4 separate regions of the Mus musculus genome follow, and all the other regions are linked to region 1. Evidence: chromatin contacts called from public HiChIP or PLAC-seq and Micro-C data. All regions are on one chromosome and are shown on one strand. Each heading gives the region's core, a stretch centred on a gene start, on an enhancer-like site or on the middle of the called end of the contact. The rest is flanking DNA. Distances are from core to core; before and after follow the strand shown.

The links. Hi-C and Micro-C count contacts between places; a contact is called where the count stands out from the background. HiChIP or PLAC-seq counts read pairs in DNA pulled down with a chosen protein or histone mark.
Region 2: a contact with region 1 is called in a Micro-C map of the G1E-ER4 cell line, with 2.4 times the contacts expected there. The contact joins the enhancer-like site here to the promoter of Asxl1 in region 1. A contact is called at or near these places in 2 of 39 promoter capture datasets (fetal liver and hippocampal neurons), 6 of 484 Hi-C or Micro-C datasets (the G1E-ER4 cell line, cerebellar granule neurons, embryonic stem cells and 1 more), 10 of 115 datasets of contacts at active chromatin or transcription factors (the SCID.adh cell line, embryonic basal ganglia, embryonic forebrain and 6 more) and 3 of 9 other capture datasets (adipose tissue, liver and pancreatic islet).
Region 3: an H3K4me3 HiChIP or PLAC-seq map of the 230-238 cell line shows a contact between it and region 1, with 14 read pairs. The contact joins the enhancer-like site here to the promoter of Asxl1 in region 1. A contact is called at or near these places in 1 of 39 promoter capture datasets (fetal liver) and 4 of 115 datasets of contacts at active chromatin or transcription factors (the 230-238 cell line, embryonic basal ganglia and fetal liver).
Region 4: a BATF HiChIP or PLAC-seq map of CD8 T cells shows a contact between it and region 1, with 9 read pairs. The contact joins the promoter of Nol4l here to the promoter of Asxl1 in region 1. A contact is called at or near these places in 3 of 39 promoter capture datasets (the HPC-7 cell line, fetal liver and hippocampal neurons), 4 of 484 Hi-C or Micro-C datasets (the G1E-ER4 cell line, embryonic stem cells and pre-megakaryocyte-erythroid progenitors), 2 of 115 datasets of contacts at active chromatin or transcription factors (CD8 T cells and pancreatic cancer cells) and 2 of 9 other capture datasets (adipose tissue and liver).

The regions. Positions count from the first base shown.
Region 1 is chr2:153,343,667-153,348,987 of GRCm38.p6, forward strand. Asxl1 (additional sex combs like 1) reads left to right here and starts at 2,164. Exons shown (of 13, transcript NM_001039939.2): 1 at 2,164-2,724. The coding sequence starts at 2,668. 2500004C02Rik (RIKEN cDNA 2500004C02 gene) reads right to left here and starts at 2,144. Exons shown (of 2, transcript NR_040318.1): 1 at 1,955-2,144.
Region 2 is chr2:153,582,396-153,587,716 of GRCm38.p6, forward strand. No RefSeq gene overlaps it. Among named protein-coding and RNA genes, the nearest start is that of Commd7, 48 kb to the right of the region's middle. Within about 2 kb of position 2,271, at least 42 of the 459 cell types and tissues checked have an H3K27ac peak or open chromatin away from gene starts, as enhancers often do. A contact at or near this core is called in the G1E-ER4 cell line, the SCID.adh cell line, embryonic stem cells and 2 more, where this site is marked.
Region 3 is chr2:153,558,925-153,564,245 of GRCm38.p6, forward strand. No RefSeq gene overlaps it. Among named protein-coding and RNA genes, the nearest start is that of Nol4l, 32 kb to the left of the region's middle. Within about 2 kb of position 2,442, at least 171 of the 459 cell types and tissues checked have an H3K27ac peak or open chromatin away from gene starts, as enhancers often do. A contact at or near this core is called in the 230-238 cell line, embryonic basal ganglia and fetal liver, where this site is marked.
Region 4 is chr2:153,527,136-153,532,456 of GRCm38.p6, forward strand. Nol4l (nucleolar protein 4-like) reads right to left here and starts at 2,836. Exons shown (of 11, transcript NM_001134300.2): 1 at 2,307-2,836. The coding sequence starts at 2,627.

The DNA of each region.
Region 1 (5,321 bases), core at 914-3,413:
AACTGAATTGCTTCACATTTCCAAAACACCTATACTTTCTGGGACCCACGTGGCCCACTCAGAAGTCTAGGATGATCTTCCTAAGGTCTAAAATTGATCTGCAAAGCTCCTTTTTCCAATGAGTGTAATGGAGTTCTGGGTCCCCACCCATGGGTCAAGCCAACCTGCAATACTTAATAAGAACTTGTCCCAAAACATAAAGGGCTTGAAAGGTAGGACAGTGGTAAAGCATCTACCATGCATCTTGAGCCCAAGTCCCAACACAACAAAACACAAAGCCTGCATTTTACAGTCTTCCCTATTCAACCCTTCCAAGTGTGTGGCTTTGTTGGAGCTATGGATCAATTCAAAACATCTGAACCACTATCCTCTCAGAGGTGATTGTCTCAGCTGCAGATTGAAAAACTATAAGCAAAACTACCAAAGGCCAGGGTTAGTGGGGCATGCATTTTAATCTCACATGTATTAATGGGAGGCAGAGGTAAGACAATAGAAGCCCATTGACGCCAGCCTGTCCATATTGTGAGTTTTTGTTTCAAAATAAAAAAATAGTGAAATGGTGTTAGGATATGCTCAGGGATTGTGGGAGGTCCTCAGTTCAACTCTCTCCCCACCAACAGAGTCCTAATATACACCTAATTTAATCCCAGCACTTGGAAGGCAGTGGCAGGTGGATCTGAGTCCAGAGCTAACCTGGTCTACACAGTGAGTTCCAGGCCAGTCAGGTGTCTGTCTCAAAAACAAAACCTAAAATGTCAAAAACAATAACAATAAAATAATTTTAGATGTAGTTCTCCCCTCGCTTTTGGGATGAAATGAGAAGAGTGTTTCTGTTTATTGAATTTGAGTCTTGGGTGAGCACTAATAAGGACCGCTGAGTCCTTTAGGTACAAGGGTTGGACTGCTGGGTGATTTCTTCGTCTCAGCACTGGCTGCCTGTGTACTAACACCACAAGAGTACAGGGTGTTTTTTTACCCACATAAACCTTTCAAAAACTGTAAAACCTGGCCATCAATCCAGTTCAAGACTGTAGAGATGTTTCTGTACTTTGGGCCAACAAACACAGAAAAATAATGTTCTGGGTGCTTCAAACCTTATCATCCTGTCACTGCAATCAAGGAACAGAGGCTCCATTGCCCACTGTGTAGTAATAACAGCTCTCATTTATTCTACAGCAGAAGCCAAATTACATGAGCCTAATATCAGGATCTTCCACATTCTCTCCCATCTTCTAGATACTTCATGCTAATTTGTACCCCATCAAGGTTGTGGGATACTATGCTAACATTGATCAAACAGGCTCAGCGGGGTTAGGAGTAGTCAAGGAGTCACAACTAGGATTCTAAATCTAGGTTGGCTGACATTAGGACTTGACCTCTCTCCGGGCAACTGCGTCTAAATATACACTCAGGTGCATTTAGATTTCTGTGGATGGACCTTCAGTGTTTACCTACTATCGGATCATCAAATTCACCTGGCGGCAACGCTGCTGGAAACTGCAGGTGCATTCTCTGCAAACACACAGAGGTATTACAAGAGGAAATGGGTTAATCACCTAAGTCGGTCAATCGTGCAATAACCGTTTTACTGATATGAGTGTCTCTTTGCTTATTACTATGCGCCAGTTGACTCATTTAAGGGTGGGCCAAAAAGAAAAGTCCTGCTTTTTGTCACCCACCAGAAGTCCAGAAGAGAACTGTGTATGCGGTGGGGGATGGTGCAGTGGAAGCAGGGTAGCAGACTACCAACTCCAGATCCGAAACCGCACTGGACCCGCCACCAGAATCAAAAAAAAGCTTTGAACGGGTTAACCGCGCGCGCGGCCAGGGGGGAGTCCAGCCACCGCCCCTTCCCAGCACCACCTCCCAGAAACCCTCAGGCCTCCGCTAGTTCCCGAACCTCGCGAGACCCCGCCCCATCTTTTTCTGACCGACTTCCCGCCCCCTTCTTTACCGTGCTTGGAGCGCAGCGGGGTACGGAAGAAAGTGGGCGGAAAACAGGAGCCCGGGGCACTCCGGGAAATGTGGTCCAAGCACTTGAGGCAGCCATTTTCTTCCGGAGAGGGGTAGGCCAGGAAGCCAGTGAGGACTACAAATCCCAGCCACCCTTTCGGTTTGTTTTTGTTCAAAAAAAAAAAAAAAAAACCCACACTCCCCCTCCTCACTCTTCTCTCTCACACACACGCGGGCACACACATACACACACATACCCACGGCAGACACGCACGCATCCGAGCGTCGAAAGGAAAGCCGCGTCTCGCCATCCGGGCCCGCCCGCCACTAGTTCGCTCTTGGGTTTCCCAGCAGCGCGGGAACGCGGAGGCCGGAGCCGTGACCTCTGACCCCGTGGTTATGCGGAGCCGCCGCATTCCTTAGCCATCGCGGGGCTGCCGCTGCCGCTGCCACCGTGGGCGACTGACGCAGCGCGGGCGCGTGGAGCCGCCGCCGCCCCTCCCCCCAGCGCCACCCTCGCGCCGGGGTCTCGCTCTAGCCAGTCCCGGTGCGCCCGCCCTCTCCGGCCGCACCCGAGCCCTCGCACGCGCCGCCGCCGCCACGCGCCCCCCGCCGCTGCCGCCGCCTCCGCCCCAGCCCCGCGCCGCCACCGCCCCAGTCCGCCCCGCCCGAAGGACCCGCGTGGAGCCGCCACCGCCGCCGCGGAGGAGGAGGATGAAGGACAAACAGAAGAGGAAGAAGGAGCGCACGTGGGCCGAGGCCGCGCGCCTGGTGAGCCGAGCTGCCCGGGGGGCCGCGGCGGGGGGCGTAGGGGGTGGGCTCCGCGCGGCTCCCCGGGCGGGGGAGGGGCGAGGCCCTGCCCACCGCAGCAGGGGGCGGGGCCGCCCGGGTGTGGAGCTCCCGAGGTCCCGGGCCCGAGGAGGCTGGGACGCCTTTTCTCTGCATCCCCCCACCCCTTGAATTCCTGCGGAGGGGCGAGCTGGCAAGCGGCTCCTCCCCCCTCCGAGCGCCCGGGCGCCAGTCTCCCCTCCCCCCACGTTGGCAGCAGCAGCGGGGGGTCCCGGGGAAAGCGCCCGTTTATTCTTCTGCGGGGAGTTAGGTTTCCGGGAAAGGTCGGAAGTGCTTCCCCGGACTTCTTCGTGGGCAGAGGTGTGTGGGTCACTAAGACACCGTAGGGGTGGGAAAAGTGCCCCTGGTTTCAAGGACGCGAGAAGCATTTAGAGCGTTGGCAATTTAAACCAGGTGTGTGTCGGAAAGCAGTCGCTAAGGACCGATGTGAACCCTGAGTAGTGGTTCTCAAACTACTAGAGTGCCCGGTGGGAGCATACCTGGGGACTTTGTTTCAAACATTGGCACTAGGGCTCATTTTAAACACACTGAACTCGAGATTCCTCTGAGAAACAGTACTTTAGGCAGCTGCTTAAGCGATTGTTATGCCGGTGACCCTCGAATATTTAAATCACACTGAGCCCTGTGACTACAATGGGGGGTAGGCAGTTTGCAGAGGAGCAGAATACACTTTGCCAAGAATGTGTATCTGTTTGAGGCTTCCCTTCTGAGGGTTTAGTTAAAAAAAAAAAAAAGTAAATAGGTTTTTGAGCTCGCTACCTGCCCAGAGGATTTGTGGCTTTTCTGTTTCCCAAGCTTCAGTAGACTTGTGCGATAGCTTTCTTTTGGACTCAAAATACAAAGCCAAAAGACCGGAGGCATGTTCTTATGAAATGTTGCTGGTGACAATTCTAATGGTTTATACTTTTCTCGGAGATGTCACTTCCTCAGACTGCCACAGTGCAGGGTTATGGGTGCATCCTGCTTTTGTGTTGACGCCCTGTATTTTATATGTAATTGTTATAATTTAGTTTTAATGGTGGAGTGAAGCTCAGCTTTCTTCTAGCCGTTCCTTTTACTGGAAAGTGAGTTCTGTCTGCCTCAAAAGTGTTGGAGGTTGATAAAGATCTAGAGTGAACCCTTTTTTTTTTTAGAGTCTGTGAAAGCCGGTTATTCATTTACCCATGGCTGTTTGAGCTACCAGAGAATTTCCACTGGTATTCCTGATCATCGCTCTTCTCCTGTTACCCTGGGAACAGAAACAGGGATTGTTTGTGTGAAAGATGTAGTTTATTTTTTGCTTGGCATATGAAAATTGAAACTCCGAGGTGGTGTATTTTTCCTTCTGTGATTCAATCAAAACTAGAACTTTGCCTAGTATTTATGATTTTTGGAACTTAATGATTTCTTCATGCTTCTCTTAATAAATTTAAGTCTGAAGGAGCTTAGGAGAAAGCTAAAATGTAGGTTTTTTTATTTTATCATGGAAGTTGTTGGATCTTGACCATTGAAGTTCTAAGTTTCTGTGTGCAGGTGTTTATGACTCTGGGCACCCAAGGAATATTTGCTTGCCAGAACCCTACTTGTTAGAGGTAGGTGAAAGTACCTTCAGATCCTGTGTTATTTATGTCCTGACAGCTCTGAAATCTTCTCCTCTCAAAGCTCTTTGGGCTCTTATTAATTGAAAGGCTCTGGCAGTTTGGAATCCACTGTTATTTTAAGCCTCTTTAAGTTCTTAAATTTACTGTGGTTTGAATTCCAAGGTTAAGGTTGCTATTTCTATTTTATCATTGGCTCACCTTCAAGCTCAATTATCTGAAGTTATTTCTCTTTTTCTACTGTGGCTCTTCAGTTAAAAATAGTAATCTGAACAGGAATTTCTTTGTGGTGTAGTTGTACATTTGAAAGAGGACTTGTGGGAACATGGTATGCAATTTTGCATATCTTTTATGTGCTTTGTATTTTAGAATTTTCTGTGCTTTTTGTGGGGGTGGATGGGGGAGTGCAAAGTCGTCTTCCCATTAAAAAGAAAAAGTCCCGCTACACTGAGTGCTGGGAGTTTTTGCTTTTACTTCATAAAGGAACACCTGGCAAGCAGTGAGCTACAATGGCAATGCAGTCAGTTTTGCCACAAGGTTACTATTGGTAACTGCTTTTGGACAGTTGAAATTAGATCACATGTTATGGCGACTCATGTGCTTGTCAGGTGGGGGTTTCTAATCGCTCTTGGCCTTGCTCAAATTGGGGAGTAGATAATAACCTTATATATGCCATTTTGACGTAGGAAAGCTTACAGGATTCTGGAGAATTCTAGCAGAGTAGCCGACTCCTGCAGATGGGTTTTTGCAGTTGTTAGATTTAAGAAGTGGACATTCTTCTCTCAGATGCCTTACAGAGTGCATGGCATTTCTAGCTATCGGAAGTAGAGATGTGGAATAAATATGCCATCTTGTTAGGAACAATTTGGGAGAAACAGCCAAGGAGATTTTCTTTTAAATTGTGTACTACACTTAAATAGATTTCTCTGGCTTTTGAGAAAT
Region 2 (5,321 bases), core at 1,021-3,520, 240 kb after region 1:
ATAGTCTTCATAGCAAGTTCCAGGCCTGCAAAGGGCTGCACAGTGAGACCCTGCCTTTAGTGAGGGGCATGATAGTGCATTCCCATAATCTCAGTACCCAGGAGGACAGAGTTAGAGGCTACCCTAGTGAGACCCTCTCTAAATAAATAAAACCAAACAAAACCAGTGCTGGTGTGGCTCAGTTGGAAGAGCCCTTGCCTGTCACATAAAAAAGAGCCCCCAGCACTGAATGAGTTCATAGGAGGCAGTAGGATCAGAAGTCCAAGTTCACTCTTTGCTACCTAGGGAGTTCAAAACCAACCTAGACTACAGAGAAGGCAGGGCCAGCCATGGTGAAGATGGAGAGAACGGACCTGATTCCGAACAAAAAACTAGCACTGCCTAGAGTAGCCTAGAAGAAGAGAACCGGATCCCAGTCTGGGGCCGTGGCTCGGTGAGAAGTCCCTGAGAAGCAAGGGTATGCCCACCATTCCATCCCCACACTGAAGAAAAAGGAAATGAAAAGAAACATTCTAGAAGCCATCTTCAAGGAGAAAAACTTGGTGGGGGTAAGTGGGGGTACTGTCTGAATTCGGCTGTTATACATCATTACTGTCCAAGAGCAGATAACGTAACCCTTGTATGGAGCTGCCCCTGGCCTGACACCAAGGCCTCATGCCTACCAGTCCCCTGCTTCCTGGAGGCCCATCCTCCCCAGCTCCACCTTGCCACGCCCTGTCTCTTCGTCCACTTCAGGTCTCCCAGCAAAGCCCCAAGATCTAGAGTGGAGTCCTGGCCCCTCTCCGGGTCTCAGCTTCTCAGCCATGGGGAGGAGAAAGAGGAAGAGGAAAAAATGTGGGGAAGCAGCAAAATGCAGGGCCTGTCTCTGCACAGGAGCAATCGAGACAGGGACACACACACCCCCACCCCACCCCCGTGCGTGCGCGCTAGTAGCTTCCAAAGGGGAAAGCAGTCTCTTACAGTGGGACAGCTCGGCTTCAGTCCCATTCAACTGGAGGTTACCCGAGCTGGTCCAACCCAACTCAACCTGACCTGGGAGGGGGCCGAGAAGGAAGCTGAGCATCATGGGTACAAAGGTCGCAGCTCCACCGTCTCCTTGAGGTTTCAGCCAGGCAGCTGGCTGTGTCCACCCCACATTCTGGGGAGGGAAATAAGTATGGGAGGGTGACAGGGGACACTTTGAGGTGGTGGCCACCTCTGTGAGTGAGAGAGGCAGCTGCTCAGCCAAGAACTGGGGGCAGGGGCGCCTCCTGCGGCTAATTAAACTGAGCCGGTGATGAATCGGTAGAGGTTACAGCGTGCTAATTAAAGGTGCTGTATCTTGCCTGGCAAGGATGGAAGGCACCAGAAGCTCTGCAACCACAAGCAGGGCCAGGCCTGTGAGGCCTCCCACTGTGCAGGTTCTGGGTTGTCCTTCCCTTCTCCGCCCCTCCCCAGAGGGCCGGCCCCCTCCCCACTTCCCTATCTCTTCTGCCCACCTTGGGCCAGCCCTGCCTCCAACTTCCCCCGCCTTCCCACCACCCCAAATCCTCCCCAGATAAAGGCGAGCAGAGGCGAAGTAGAGCCTGTCGCCCTTAGCCTGAATCAGTGGTGGGTTCTGCGGGCGGGCGCTGTGTTGAGCCTCCGTGGAGCTCCTTTTAACCCCAATTCCTAATGTGTCACTGCTGAATTCAAGTGTAATAGGAACAAGGCCACCAAGACTTTTTTTTTTTTTTGAGACAGGGTTTCTCTGTGTAGCCCTGGCTGTCCTGGAATTCACTTTGTAGACCAGGCTGGCCTCGAACTCAGAAATCCTCCTGTTTTTGCCTCCCAAATGCTGGGATTAAAGGCGTGCACCACCATGCCCGGCTCGACTTCTAGAATCTTAACTACTTTTCTGTTTTGTTTTGTTTGGGGCTTTATTTCTATTAGAGAGACAGACAGACAGACAGACAGACAGACAGACAGGCAGGCAGGCAGGCAGACATGCAGAGAGTTAGTTCCCAAACACTCTAGCCTTAACAATACAGTCATGTCTGGGGAAAGTTAAACAAATGACCTCTGACCTTTGACCTTTGCACAGAGCAGGGAAAAAAGACTCCAAAGCACCCAGTCCTGCCCCAAGTTGGTTCCAGGCAGAGGTGTGGCTCAGTGGCTCCCCAGAGACTTGAGTTAGAGTCCAAGCCCGGCTCATTTGCCAATTATGTTAATTGGCAGGAGAAGCAGCTGCCCTGTGCCTTGACCTGTACCCCACCTGGAAGAGCCACTGAGACCGCAGCAAAGGAGACAACTCAGGTGAAACTAGTCCAGAGTCAGCTCCGACTGCTATGAGCCACTCTGACCTTCCAGCACCGGGATCATCTGGTTGGCCTGGCACCAGAACAATGCACCCCCACCCCCACCCCAAATCCAAAAGGCTGCAGCCTGTGTCCTGGAGAGGGTGATGAGAAGGGCAGGTGAGATAGCGCAGCTGGTTAAGAGCACTGACTGTTCTTCCAGGTGTTTTGAGTTCAATTCCCAGCAACCACATGGTGGCTCACAACCATCTGTAATGGGATCTGATGCCCTCTTCTGGGGTGTGTGACTGAAGACAGCTACAGTGTACTCATCTAAATATAAATAAATAAATAAATAAATAAATAAATAAATAAATAAATAAATAAATAAATAAATAAATAAATAAATAGCACTGGCTGTTCTACTGGAGTAAGTTAAGGTTCAACTCTTTTTTGTTTGTTTTGTTCTTTAGTTTTTGTTTTTGTTTGTTTGGGGTTTTTTGTTTTTGTTTTTTGTTTTTGTTTTTTGTTTTTTGTTTTTCGAGACAGGGTTTCTCTGTGTAGCCCTGGCTGTCCTGGAACTTACTCTGTAGACCAGGATGACCTCGAACTCAGAAATATGCCTGCCTCTGCCTCCCAAGTGCTGGGATCGAAGGTGTGCGCCACCACGCCCAGCTAAGGTTCAACTCTTAACACACAGTTCTGTTTAACTCGAATTCCAGGGAGACCCAATGCCCTGTTCTGATCAGCACACCAGACATGAGCATACATGCAGGAAGACCACTCATACACGTAAAATTCAATAAAATATTTCAAAGGATAAAATTTAGTTTGTTTTTTTTTTTTTTTAATTAAAAAGGTGACTGGCAGGATGGTGGCAGCATATGCCTCTAATCCCAACACTCCGGAGGCAGAAACAGGCAGATTTCTGAGCTGGAGACCAGCTTGGTCTACAGAGCAAATTCCAGGACACCCAGGGCTGACACAGGGAATCCTTGTCTCAAAAAACTAAAGACAAAATAGAGTGATTAGAGATGCTGAGTGGGGTGCTCATGAAGGGACTCTCCTGTGGAATGGGCTGCCGGATACAGAATTCAGCATTAGGCTTCACAAAGGAGACCAAGATGAACTTGGGACTCATTACTTCTCAGGGGACCCCAGTCTGGAATCAGAGAAAAAACAGTCACACATCTGGAGCTATGGGTCCAGGGTAGAGTGCTGGCTTGACATGTAGAAGGCCCTAGGCTCATCCCTAGCACCACAAAAGTGAACAAATTTAACTAAAAAGGAAAAGAAAAAAAAAATCCAGTGTAGAGACACACGATTATAATCTCAGCATCTGGTCGGCAGAGGCAAGGGGATAGGGGCTTCAGACCAGCCTTAGCTCCTTAGTAAGCTGAAGGCCAGTCTGAGCTGTAGTGACTCTGTCTCGACCCTCACCCAATGAAAGAACGCAGGCACAGGGAGGCTCTGGTGTCTCTATGCAAAGGCCTGAGTAGGAAGCGCTGCTGGTTTTGGAGGTCAGCTGCAAAACAGAAGGAAGGCAACTTTCTGACCTTGTTGGAGGGGGAAGCTGCTTTGTGGGTTCTGGGGGACACGGGCCTGATCACTCTAAGAAGCTCACAGACATCTGGAATTTCAGATACTGTGGTTTCAAGGACGGCAGGGTCCACAAATCCATTCATGTCTTTGAAGGGCTATGTTATCCCTCTTCATGGCCAGGCATACAGCTAGGATGAGAGCTTTTGCTGCTAAGTAACTCTGTGACGGAAGGAATACTGAGCCATCATGAGACCCAGACGCGTGAAACCCGTGGCTGAGAAACTCAGGACTACTGTCTGCCCTGACCCTGGGACCTTAGGCTACTTATCAAAGCTAGCAGGGATCTAGCCTCAAGAGTACGCCCCTATCCCACTATCCTCACTACAGGGAGGAGCGGGCACAAAGGTCCTAAGCAGGTGGCGCTACACGGAAGCCTATACTAGCAAAACCCGCAGCTCCTGGAAAACATCGGGTTGCCTCAGCGTCCCTGGGGGCCCCTTACCGGGAGCTCAGCCAAATGCTGGTCTATAGCACCCTCTGGTGGTAGTTTGGGGAAGTGGTGCACACAGAACCCACTGTTTGTTTAAGGTTGGGTGGGGCAGGTCATTATTGGAAGAGCGAACTACCCTTCCCAGACAAGAGAAAACAGGCCTAGAAGGGCAGTGGCTGCAGGGTCAATACTGACTCAAAACTGGAACCAGAACGCCTCTGTACCAAGTGACTTTACGTGGGGCTCTCCAAACACTCTACAGGCTGGGAGGTACGCAGTTACCAGAATGCTTGCTTAGCATGCACCAGTGTCTGAGTTCAGTCCCCAGAACTGCATAAAACTGGATATGGCTGGCGTGCACCTGCAATCCCAGCTCTTGGGAGGCGGAAGTTGAAGAATCAGAACGTCAAGGTCATTGACAACCACATCCAGAGGCCAACCTGGGGGAAAGGAGGGAGGTAGAGAGGAAAGGGGAGAAATGTAGAAAATGTTTAGAAATAAAATTAACAGAAGTAAGACTTTATACCCTGAAAACTATAAAACATTGCTTAAAATGTTTAAATAACCAAAATCAATGAAATATCTGTATTCTTGAGTCTGAGGACCAATTTTTTTTCCTTTTTTTTTTTTTTTTTTTTTGTTTTTTTGTTTTTTTCGAGACAGGGTTTTTCTGTATAGCCCTGGCTGTCCTGGAACTCACTCTGTAGACCAGGCTGGCCTCGAACTCAGAAATCCGCCTGCCTCTGCCTCCCAGGCTCTGTGTATGGCAAGGCAAATGGATTAATCCTGAGATTTGTTCAGCCTGAACCTTAGTCTCTTATAGAGATGAACAAGTTAGTGGTAAGATTCACACAGAGACTAGAGAGACTTAGAATGATAATCTTTAAAAAGGAACAACACTTGGGAGTGGAGAGATGGCTCAGTGGTTAGGAGCACTGATTACTCTTCCAGAGGACTGGGGTTCAAATCCCAACACACACATGACAGCTCAGAATTATTTGTAACTTGAAGATCTGAGAAGATAGGAAAAAAAA
Region 3 (5,321 bases), core at 1,192-3,691, 220 kb after region 1:
TGTCCGGATCACAGTGCATCCTGAAGAGAAGTCAGGGAAGAACTGGAGGCAGGGACCTAGAGGCAGGGACTGAAGCAGAAGCCATGGGTGTGTGTGTGTGTGTGTGTGTGTGTGTGCTGCTTGTGGGACCTAGAGGCAGGGACTGAAGCAGAAGCCATGGGTGTGTGTGTGTGTGTGTGTGTGTGTGTGCTGCTTGTGGGACCTAGAGGCAGGGACTGAAGCAGAAGCCATGGGGTGTGTGTGTGTGTGTGTGTGTGTGTGTGTGTGTGTGTGTGCTGCTTGTGGCTTACTCCCCGTGGCTTTCTTGGCCTGTTTTCTTGCACACCTCAGGACCACCTGCCCGGGGATGGGATTGTCCACATCAATCATTAATTAATGTCCTGTAGGATTGCATCAGACTGCTGGCAGGCCAGTCTGGTGAAGGCATTGTCTCAGTTGAGCTCCCTCTTTACAAATAACTCCAGTTTGTATCAAGTTGACAAACACCAAGAGGACAGAGCTAGGTGCCCTTCAGAGGCTCACTGTAGAACTCAGGGTCTTGATGACCCAGGAACCCAGTCCAAGCTGAGTCCCCTCATGTCCCCAAATCCTGTCCGCTCCTCAGATCCTCCAGTGACTCTCTAGTCTAGGATGTTCTCCTGACTTTCCCAGTGTCCTCTCTCCCCTACAGGAGGTGTCATTAATCCCTGTGACTGCCTGGGCCCTGCCCCACACAGGGCTCCATCTCAGGCCTTTCTCACCTCTTTCTTCTCTTCCCAGTCTATGCCTCAGACTGGTGGGGACTCCGGAGTCTTGGGACTCCAGGGATTAGCCTATTTGCACCCACCTCCTCACTGGGCTGTGAATTCCCACATCCCAGAGCCTGCCCAGCCCAGCTGGCATGAGCCCAGAAAAACCTTAGGGGGGCCCAGCAGAGCCAAAGGGGCCTTGGTAAACATCAAGGTCTGCCTGCCTCCCCCTGTTGTAACAACAATATGAAAAGACACCGTTTCTAACTGTAACACTGGCTCACACTTCCCACGAGCCAGGTGCCACACACACTCTCCGCTCTGCTTTCTTTAAACCCTGCACTGTCTACAGGAACACATCGTGCTACATCCTAGGCTTTCAAAGAAGAAAATCAAAGAGCAGAAAAACTGACTCAACCCCCTGAGGTCAGAGGCCGAACTCCTGGCTAACCATTGAACAGCACGGCCAGATAGCTTGGAGTGGTAAACGGGACTCCATAGCACTGTTGAGACAATGACAAGAGTCCACACAGCTTTTTTGCTGTGTGAACTTAGACAAGTCTCGTATCTCTCTGGCCTCAATTCTCCTGCCTACAAAATGAACATAAACAATCCTCACTAATACAGCTTCCACAAGAGGGAAGAAGGAAGGCTGGACCTCCTACAATAGGATGGGTAAGGTGATTTGGTGGTCTCAAGGCCCCTCCCCTCACAGGCGAAACAAAAACAAAAACAGAAAAACAAACAGAGCCAATCCTGCTAAAGGCAGTGGCAGCGTGGTGCCTCTTTGAGAGGACCTGGGTGACTGAGCCATAAACATCGTTCCTAAGGGAGCTCCAGCAACCACAGCGTGTAGCACTCCTGGAGAGGGTTGGCATTGTTGGTAGTTAGATTTGGTGTCCTGGGTCTGTGGCTAGCAGCTGAAGAGAGGGACATGCACGGGCCCAGTTGAGCCCTAAGTACTGGAAGTCTGGGCACACCCGCCCGCCCCCATACCTGCTATCACCGTCCCACCTGGCAAGGGGAATGGTGCTTCCCCTGAGACTCCCCTGGGCTGTGCCAGCCTCCTGGTGCTGACAAAGCCTCCTCCCCTGCCCCCAGAGACGAATGAGCCTGTGAGAGTGCCAACAGAGGGAGCTGGGGGCTGTGCCTAGGGCTCATGCCACCCGCCCCGACCTTCCCAAGGCGCCCATGTCTCCCCCTGCCCCTTGGCCGCGGCTGGGGCGCCAGCCCCGTTGCTATGGCTGCCGCTCTGAGGAAGCTGCAGCTGGGTAATTATTGCGAACATCCATCCTGCCTCCTGCCCGCCCCAGAGCTGGGTAGCTAGCTGGTGGCCAAGGCTAGGACAGCCCCTCCTGGGCTCCCCACTGGCCACACCCAGCTAGCCTGGCTAGGTGCCCACTGAAGAGGAAAGGAGGGAAGACAAGCCGACAGAACAGGAACCGACCGAAGGAGCCCCCAAACTCCTGCCCTCAGCCTAGCCCAGCCTCAGAGCTGACCAACCAGACTGGCTCTTATTTTTCCAGCTGCATATGAAGCCAGCCTGAAAGCCTCCAGGGGCGAAGGGAAGCTGTCCCTGCCTTTCCTGGGTAGGGGAGCCTGTGGGAGTGTAATGACTCTGGCCTCTCACACAGCGACTGTCCCACTGCACGAGGAGTCCCCTGGGGCCCCACTGCAGGGCTCTGCCACCTCCTCCGCCCCAGAAGCTCGCCCTGGCCCTGGTGTCTAAATATAGCTCAGTCTGGCTGTGCTTGAAGTCACACAGACTCCTAACTGCCCTGGGTGGCCATGTGGAGGGTAGTGAGGGATATCCATTCAGCTACCCCAGACCCATCTCAGGAGCGCAGAGGGCGCCAGGCACCCAGCTGGGCTTGGTGCACATGGGAAGCTGGGGGGTGGGGGCTCTTGCCTTTCACACAATCCCCTCCAGTCCTGCACAGATATGATTAAGAAATTCCCTCTTAAAGAGAAGGGGAGGTCTCCTCACCCAGTCTGGGGACAGCAGGAAAGGGGGAGGGGGAGCAGTGCCGCAGAAGGCTTGCCAGAAGCAAAAGGACAGGTCAGAGTAGAGGGAAGGACAGAATGGCCTAAGGGAAGAGACCCTGGGATGGTTTCCTGTGATAAGAGCGTGGGGTGTACCACAGCGGCACAAGGCTCTGGGACAGTAGCTGGGACAGAAGGCTGCAGAGCACAAGGACACTGCTTTTCTTCCCCTTGGCCTCACTGTGCTCTGCACCGCTGACCTTGGAGGGTGCTTGGCAGAGGAGGTGTGCCCGGATCCTAGTATCTAGGAGTTCCTGAGACAGGAGCAGTCCCAGGGGAAGTAGGGCAGGTGGCAGGGCAGGGTAGTGGGTCATAGAGAAAGAAGAAGAAGAAGAAGAAGAAGAAGAAGAAGAAGAAGAAGAAGAAGAAGAAGAAGAAGAAGAGGAGGAGGAGGAGGAGGAGGAGGAGGAGGAGGAGGAGGAGGAGGAGGAGGAGGAAGAGGAGGAGGAGGAGGAGGAGGAAACAGGACGTAGGGGCGAGAGGCTGCGTGCCCTCCCATCCCCCTCCGCGGTCACAATGCCACCTAGTTTTGTGTCAACTTGACCCAAGCTAGAGTCGTTTGGGAAGAGGGAACCTCAGTGGAGGAAATGCTGCCACCAGATCGCCTTGTGGGACATTTTCTTGAAGATGATTGTGCGAGGGAGCCTGCTTTATTGTGAGTAGTGCTACACCCAGGCAGGTGGCCCTGGGTTAAAAGAAAGCAGGCTGAGTGAGCCTGAGGAGTAAGCCATTAAGCAGCACTCCTCCGTGGCTTCTGCTCCAGTCCTGGCCTCCAGTTTCCACCCTAACTTCCTGCCCTGACTTCCCTCAATGATGGACTATAATCTGTGAGGCAACACAAACCCTCTCCTCCGCACGTTGCTTCTAGTCATGTGTTTCACAGCAAAACAAAAACCCTAACTAAGACAGTCCAGGGCCCCTCAGGGGGACATCTGCTGAAGGAGAGCTCAGGCTGGTGCACAGACAAACCTAGGGCAACTGTCCATTCAGTGGCGAAAATGGCTAGGGCCCCAGTCTTTGTCATAGGGGCATCTCAGTTTTGATGTTCTTTAGGTGTCTGTCACACTTGCAGTCACAGCAATCAATCTCCCCCAATGACTTTCCCATTCCACAGCTCAGGCTGCCTTCCACTAGCTGGACACTGGGACAGAAGGAGGGAAGTGTCACTCCCAGACTGGGAAACTGAGGCTTGTTGAGGTGAAGAGATTTATCCAGAAGAGGAGAGAGGAGAGGGATGGGCGTCAAGCGCCCATCACTGGGGTAGCAAAAGAGGAGAACATAAAACTCAAAACTCAGGCTGGAGAGATGGCTCAGTGGTTAAGAGCACTGACTGCTCTTCCAAAGGTTCTGAGTTCAAATCCCAGCAACCACATGGTGGCTCACAACCATCCGTAATGAGATCTGATGCCCTCTTCTGGAGTGTCTGAAGACAGCTACAGTGTACTTACAAATAATAAATAAAATAAGTCTTTAAAAAAACCAAAAAACTCAAAACTCAAAATCGGGCCCCACACCCTTTAGCACTATGCCAACTGGGAATACAAGCCAGAGGGCAGGCACGGAGGAAACAGACAAGGCCCTTGGGAATTGTCAAGTCAGATCGCCAGTTCTTCTATCTTATAGATCAGAAGCTAAGGCTATGGCCAGCCCTAGACCCAAAGCAGGCTGCTGTTTCTCAGCTTCTGGATAGCAGACACTGGGTGGTGGAGTCCTGCTGACCCTGGCTAAGGTCAGCTAGCCATCTAGTATAAGGTCTATTGAGTGTGCGCAGGAAGAGCGGGTACCAGTGCAGGAGAACCCTGAGCTGACTGCAGCTACAGAGACCTGGAGCTTGAGTTACGGCCACCTGAGTGAAGCAGGGCATACCACAAGTCAGCACCAGTCATTTGTAGGGTTCGCATTCATCCAGGTGTCAATGAGGCTGAGCGTCAGGCAGCAAAATAGAAGAGGTGGGCAGAACAGGCACCAAAGAGTATCTGGCACCTGGTGTGGTGGTACACATCTTTAATCCTAGCCCTCTAAAGCAGACTCGGGGATCTTTCTGAGTTGAGGATAGCCTGGTCTACATAGTGGTCAGTTCTAGGACAGCTGGCCTACATGGTGAGACCCTGTCTCCAAAAAGCTGATGGAAGCTGGGGGTGATGATGCATGCTTTTAATTCCAGCATTCGAGGCCAGCCTAGTCTACACAGAAAATTCCAGGTATGCAGGACTGCACAAAGAAACCCTGACCTGCCCCCCCCCCCGGCCACTCCAAAATAATGGTATGTGGTGTGGTGTAGGGGGGTGTAGCTGGAGAAATTGCTCAGTGTTTGAAAGTACTTGCTGTTCAGAGGACCCAGATTCAGTTCCTAAGCACCCATACACATTAGGTAGCTCACAACCATCTGTAACTCCAGTTCCAAGGGATCTGGGCATGTATAAGTGTCTTACCTGTTTGCATGTGCTTCAGACACATACACATACCCAAGAAGCAAGTAACTAAATCCATTAATAAGCTACTTTAAAGATTTATTTGTTTATTTTATATATATGAATACACCATTGCTCT
Region 4 (5,321 bases), core at 1,586-4,085, 180 kb after region 1:
GTTCTCTGCCTCCCAGGCAGGTGGTCCCCTAGGGGAAGGTTTATTATTGGTCTTGGGGCCAGGGTGGAGGCTTGTCAGGTCCCTGCTGTAAAAGGCAAGCAAGGTAGACCGAGTGGGCTTCGGGAAAGATCTGAAGCTGCTAGCTAGCTCACCCAGGACCTGAGCCCAGGCCTAGCACCAGCTTCCGCAAGTGGATGGGAAGGGGTGTTCTGGCATTGGCAGCTGTGTGGAATAAAGGGATGGACAAACCATCTCATGATTCCCACACCCTAAGGAAGTGGGTGACCCACAGAAAGACAGCAAGCCAGGTGTGGGAGTTCCCCTGAACCCCAATAGTGGGTGGACTGGGGATCCTGCCTCAGTCTGAAAAGGAGTTGGGGAAAGACTCTAAGCTGCTGGGAAAGGTAGCCAGGAGAAAGATGAGGTGGGGACTGACCTGGAGAAGCCCTGAAGGCTTAAGGCAGGGATCTAGCTAACAGTCTGGTGGGTGGCTGCCCTAGGAAGAGCCACCTTGATTGGGGATGGGGGGGTGGACGGTCCTCGTGATGGGACGAACCAAGTGGAAGTCGCAAACTGGCAGGTGGGAAGGGGTGACAGCTCACCTGTCCTTAAGGGCAAATGGACAGTGATTTGGATGGGGGAGGATCCTTGATACATCGGAGCAGGGGACAATGACCCAGACTCCCTGGGTTTGAAGACGAGTGTCCATTTATTTGGGGTTCCGTAACCCACGCTGTAGGGACTCGGCCCACCCTCCCGCTCCGGGAAGCCGGCGGGCGCGCCCCTCGGCCCTGCCCCCTGTTACCCGGCCGGCCGGAGGCGGCAGCGGCGCAGATGGGCTGCTGGCGGCCGCAGCGGCAGCGGCGCGGTTATCAGCGCTCCTCGCAGATGGGCCGCCAGCCCTCTGCGCTCGCGGCTCCCACTCCCCGCGGCCTGCAGCCCCGTCCCCTGGGCGCGGGGGGGTGGGGGGAGGCGCCTCGGGCTCCACTCTGCCTCCTGCCTCCCTCCCTCGCGGTCCCCTCACCCCGCGGGCCCGGCCCGGGCGGCCGCCGGAGGGGGAGGGGACAAGTGCACTTTTCGTAACGACCGAATCAATTGTGTGTGAAGAGCCCGCTCCGGCCGGGGACAGGGCTGAGCGCGGGGCGGGCGCGCCGGACGGGGGAGGAGCGCGGAGGGGGGAGCGGGGGAACAGGGAGGAGGGAGGCCGGCGCGGGGCGGCCGGGCTCTAGTGCTCCGGCCGGGCGAGGCCAGGGAGGGGCGGCGGGGAGGAGAGCTAGGCTGGCCCGACCGGGCCGGGGACCGAACACACTACCCGAAGGTCTGGGCAACGGAAAGTTCAAAGCTCAGCAGCGCCCCGAGAGCAGCCGCCCCCCCCCAGCCCCCACCCTCTGCAGAACAATGAGGTCCCGGAGGGGGGAGCCGCGGGGCCCAAGCCTCACGCCCTCTCGGGGCGCCCCGAACCGAAGGGGATGCCCCCGCCCGGCCACTGGCCACCAGCCTCCTTTCCCGGGGCTGCGGTTACCCGCCCCCCTCCCCAGCGCCAACCGGGCCAGCCTGAGAGACGGGGGAGGGGAGGGGATGAATAGGTCATGCCGCCCCCGTCCCAGGGTGGGGGGAGCGCGGGGCCCGGGGGGCGGCGGGGACGCCCCACCCACCCTTGGGAGGCTGCTCCTGCGCCAGGCTGCGGCTCTGGCTGCCCCTCCCCGGGCCAGTGCCGGGTGGGGTCGGGGCGACAGTGCCAGGGCTAGCCCCCTCCCCTAGTGCGGGGAGGCCCAGTGGACTCCCCGTCCCGCCGCTGCCCCTGCCTCCCCACCCCCGCAGCACCACCCTACACACACACACATAGATACACGCGCGCGCGCACACACACACACACACACACACGCACACACACACCGCCCAGCCGGCCCGGGGGCGGGAGCGCGAGGCGCCCGGGACAGGCGGCCTCCGGGCGGGAGGGGGGGAGGCTGGAGCTCCGTAGCAGCCGCCTGCTGGCTGGGGGGAAAGGGGGAGGGGAGGGGACGAGAGGACAGAACACGCTGGGGTGAGCAGCCCGGGACAGCCCGCCCGTCACGGCCATGGCCCGATCAGCGGCGCAGAGGGGGCAGGGACGCCCCAAACCCCGAGCGCTGCCCGGGCGGGCCAGGGAGGGCTAGTGAGCAGGGACACGCACGCCCCGGGTGGGCTAGACACACGGACAACCCCAGAAACACACCATTCGGACACACATCCACACCCCCACCCCGCCCCCGCCCTCCCCAATCCCGGCCACGGGACTAGCCCGCGGCCGCCGCGCGCGCACTCACCGAGCCCGTCTTGACCGGCACATACACCACTTGGCCCATCTTGGGTTCCCGGCCGCTGCCCAGGCGGAAGCCCTTGGAGCGCACCCAGAACTGGAACTTGCCTTTCTCGCCCGCCGCCGGGCCGCTGCCCGCGCCGGTCCCGCCGCCACCCTGCAGGACCTCGGCGATCCGCTGGTATTTGCTGCGTGTCACTGTCTTGGTTTTAGCCGAGTCGCCGTAGGTGCGCAGGCACCAGTCCCGGAACTGGCGGCCCAGCTCCGAGTCCCCGGGGCTGCGCTCGCGCTCCCAGCCCCCGCGCAGCAGCAGCGTCGGCTTCGGCATCCTCCCGCCGCGCCCGGCGCCCTCGGGGGCGGGCCGGCCACCGGGCCGCCCGGTGCTGGAACTGGGCTGGGCTGGGCCGGGCTGGGCAGGGGCGCGCCGCGGCCCGGGCTGTCCCGCGGTGTGGCTCTGGCGCGGCTGCTGGATGGGCGCGGGCGGCGGCCGGACGCGCGGGGCTGCGGCGCGCTCTGTCCTGCTCGGGCGGCGGCGGCGGCGGCGGCGGCGTTGGCGGCGGCGGCTCCGACTCGCCTCCTGCTCCGCCTCCTCCTCCCCCCGGCCGGGATGCAGGAGAGATGGAGGCAGCTCCGGGCCCGGAGGTGCAGAGGGGGCGGGCCGCCCCGCGGGCGGCCAGGGGAGGCGGGAGGCGGGGAGCGGCCCCGGGCACGGGGAGCGAGACCGAGCCTGGGCGCGGGCGGCAGCGGTGGCTGTCAGCTTGCGCGGCTCATCCTGCTCCTGCTCTGGCTCCGGCTGGGGCTCCCGCTGCTGCTGCTCTTCCTCCTCCTCCTCCTCCTCCTCCCGCGCCCGCCTCCACCACGCCGCGGGATCCCACCTGTTAGAGCGGCGCAGGCTGCGCCGCCGCCCGCCCCCCTCCCTCCCGCGCCCGCGCGCCCAGCCCCGCCCGGCCCGGCCCCTGGGGGCGCGGGGGCTGCTGCACCCGCAGCGGCCGGGAGGGCAGCAGCGGCAGGCGCGCGGTACCCAGCTAGGGATCGTGTTCCATCCGGCTGGTTCGGCCCACAGCCTGGAAGGCCGCACTCTGTCGGGACGGGCTGACTGTCCCGCAGGCAGTAGGGCACAGATCATAGCCCAGACACTGGCGTCCCCAGCCTCCCCGATTGGGTCGTCTTAGCCGAGGTAGCCCAACCCTGGCGGTGTGGGACAGGCTCCTCTCCTCACTCCTGCAATTGGCCTGACCGCTCTGGTGTCAGTATGGGTGCCAGAATAGGAATGTTCCCCCGGGGGGGGGACCCCAAGCCACCACCCTTTGGACCCCCAAACTTTCTCTCCTTCCACCTCATCTGAATTCCCCCAAGATTGGCCGGCCTTGCCTTAGTGTAGGTGGGGGTGGGTAGCCCCAGGCCCTATAGAAGTCACCTTGTCCGGTGGCCTTCCTGGTGCCAACCTCACTGAGCCTCTGAAGACCTTGAACACACCCACAAACCCATTCTGAGAAGCCTGACCTTCCCGGATGCACCTTGGCCTAGAATCCCTTGGAGAATAAACTTAGTGATCTCACACCCCCTCCCACCTGAGCAGATCTGACCAGTGTAGAACTTCCTCCTCCCCTATGAATTATAAGCATAAATAAAGGTTCAAGTCAATCCTCGAAGATTTCTGCCTTCCTTTCTTATCAGGGCATAAGAAATTACTGCATTATCCTTTCTGCTGTCCCCTGGCGGCCACCCCCATGTCATCAGGCCACTCTTACAGACACATTATCACTCAAGAGTTGAGTCCCAGAACAGGATCATTTTCTGCCTAAGAACTCCAAGGTGCCCATACCCGAGTCATTGAGACAATTGTGTGCCAGGCCCTGGCAGCTGTGAAGCCATCCCCATCTTAGAGAAGGGGGCCTCGGGATTCGAGAGGTGGCCTGATCTACTCAAGGTCATGAGAAAGAGGGAGATGGGGTGTGAGTTTCGGCTCAGTTCTGCCTGACACCCGCTACCATTTCACACATATGCCTCCCCTCTCAGGTGGGAGCTACAGCTCGCTCCCCACACCCCTCCAGCCAGAGTCTCCAGATGCTCAGGGCCCATATCTGACTCATCCCTGAATTTCCCGGCCCTGGTACAGCATCTGGCACACAGTAGGTGCCAATAAATGCTGGGAAGAACCTAAGGGGTCTTCCAAGTTCCAACCTCTCTGTATGTCACATAGATTATTTTTAGATAATTTACATTTCCATGTTACTTTATATACGCCAACAACTCCACACTCACTTTTCCTCCTCATCTTCCCAAGATCTCTTTTTGGATCCCTGCTGCTATACCCACTTTAAAGAGGTGGCCACTGGGAGCTGGGCGTGGGGATAAAAGAGGCAGAAAGATTGAGTTCAAGGCCAGTCTCCATAGCATACATAGTAAGCTTCAAGACAGGTTGGGTTCCACTGGGGATCAGAGAAGGGAAAGTTCTAGCAAAAGATGACCAGCCCTGGAGTCTAGGGGCTTCTACATGACTTTTCAAGTGTAAAGACATCCCTCCAGCTGGCTCCCCCCCCAAACCCCCACTCCCCACCCCCAGCCCTCCACCCCTCACCACCACCACCACCACCACCCCACCCCCCACCCCCACCCTCAGCTAAGAGCCAACGTGTTCTGCCTGCCAGTGCTCCTGATCATTGAATAAAGGGGTCCTGTAGGTGGCAGGGTCATTGTCTCAGCCCACCAAATAACCACTAATCCAGACCACCTCTCCACCAGTCTAGGTCTTTGCCTGCTTTTCAGGTCCCAAATATCTACTTGTTAGTCTTGGACTGAGGTCTAGTATGTCTGGTGAGCTTTGTGCAGACATCAGTCAGACTTGGAATCAAATCCAGTTGGGATTTGAAGTAGCATACTCCATGATCCTAGGCTCCACCCCACAGCTTCCATTCTTGCTGGATGGCCCCAACTTTCTCAGCTGTGGGTTAAGCAGTATGTCATGGATAGAAATACTAAAGATACTAGATGTAAGGATATCTGCTGTATAAGGTACTCA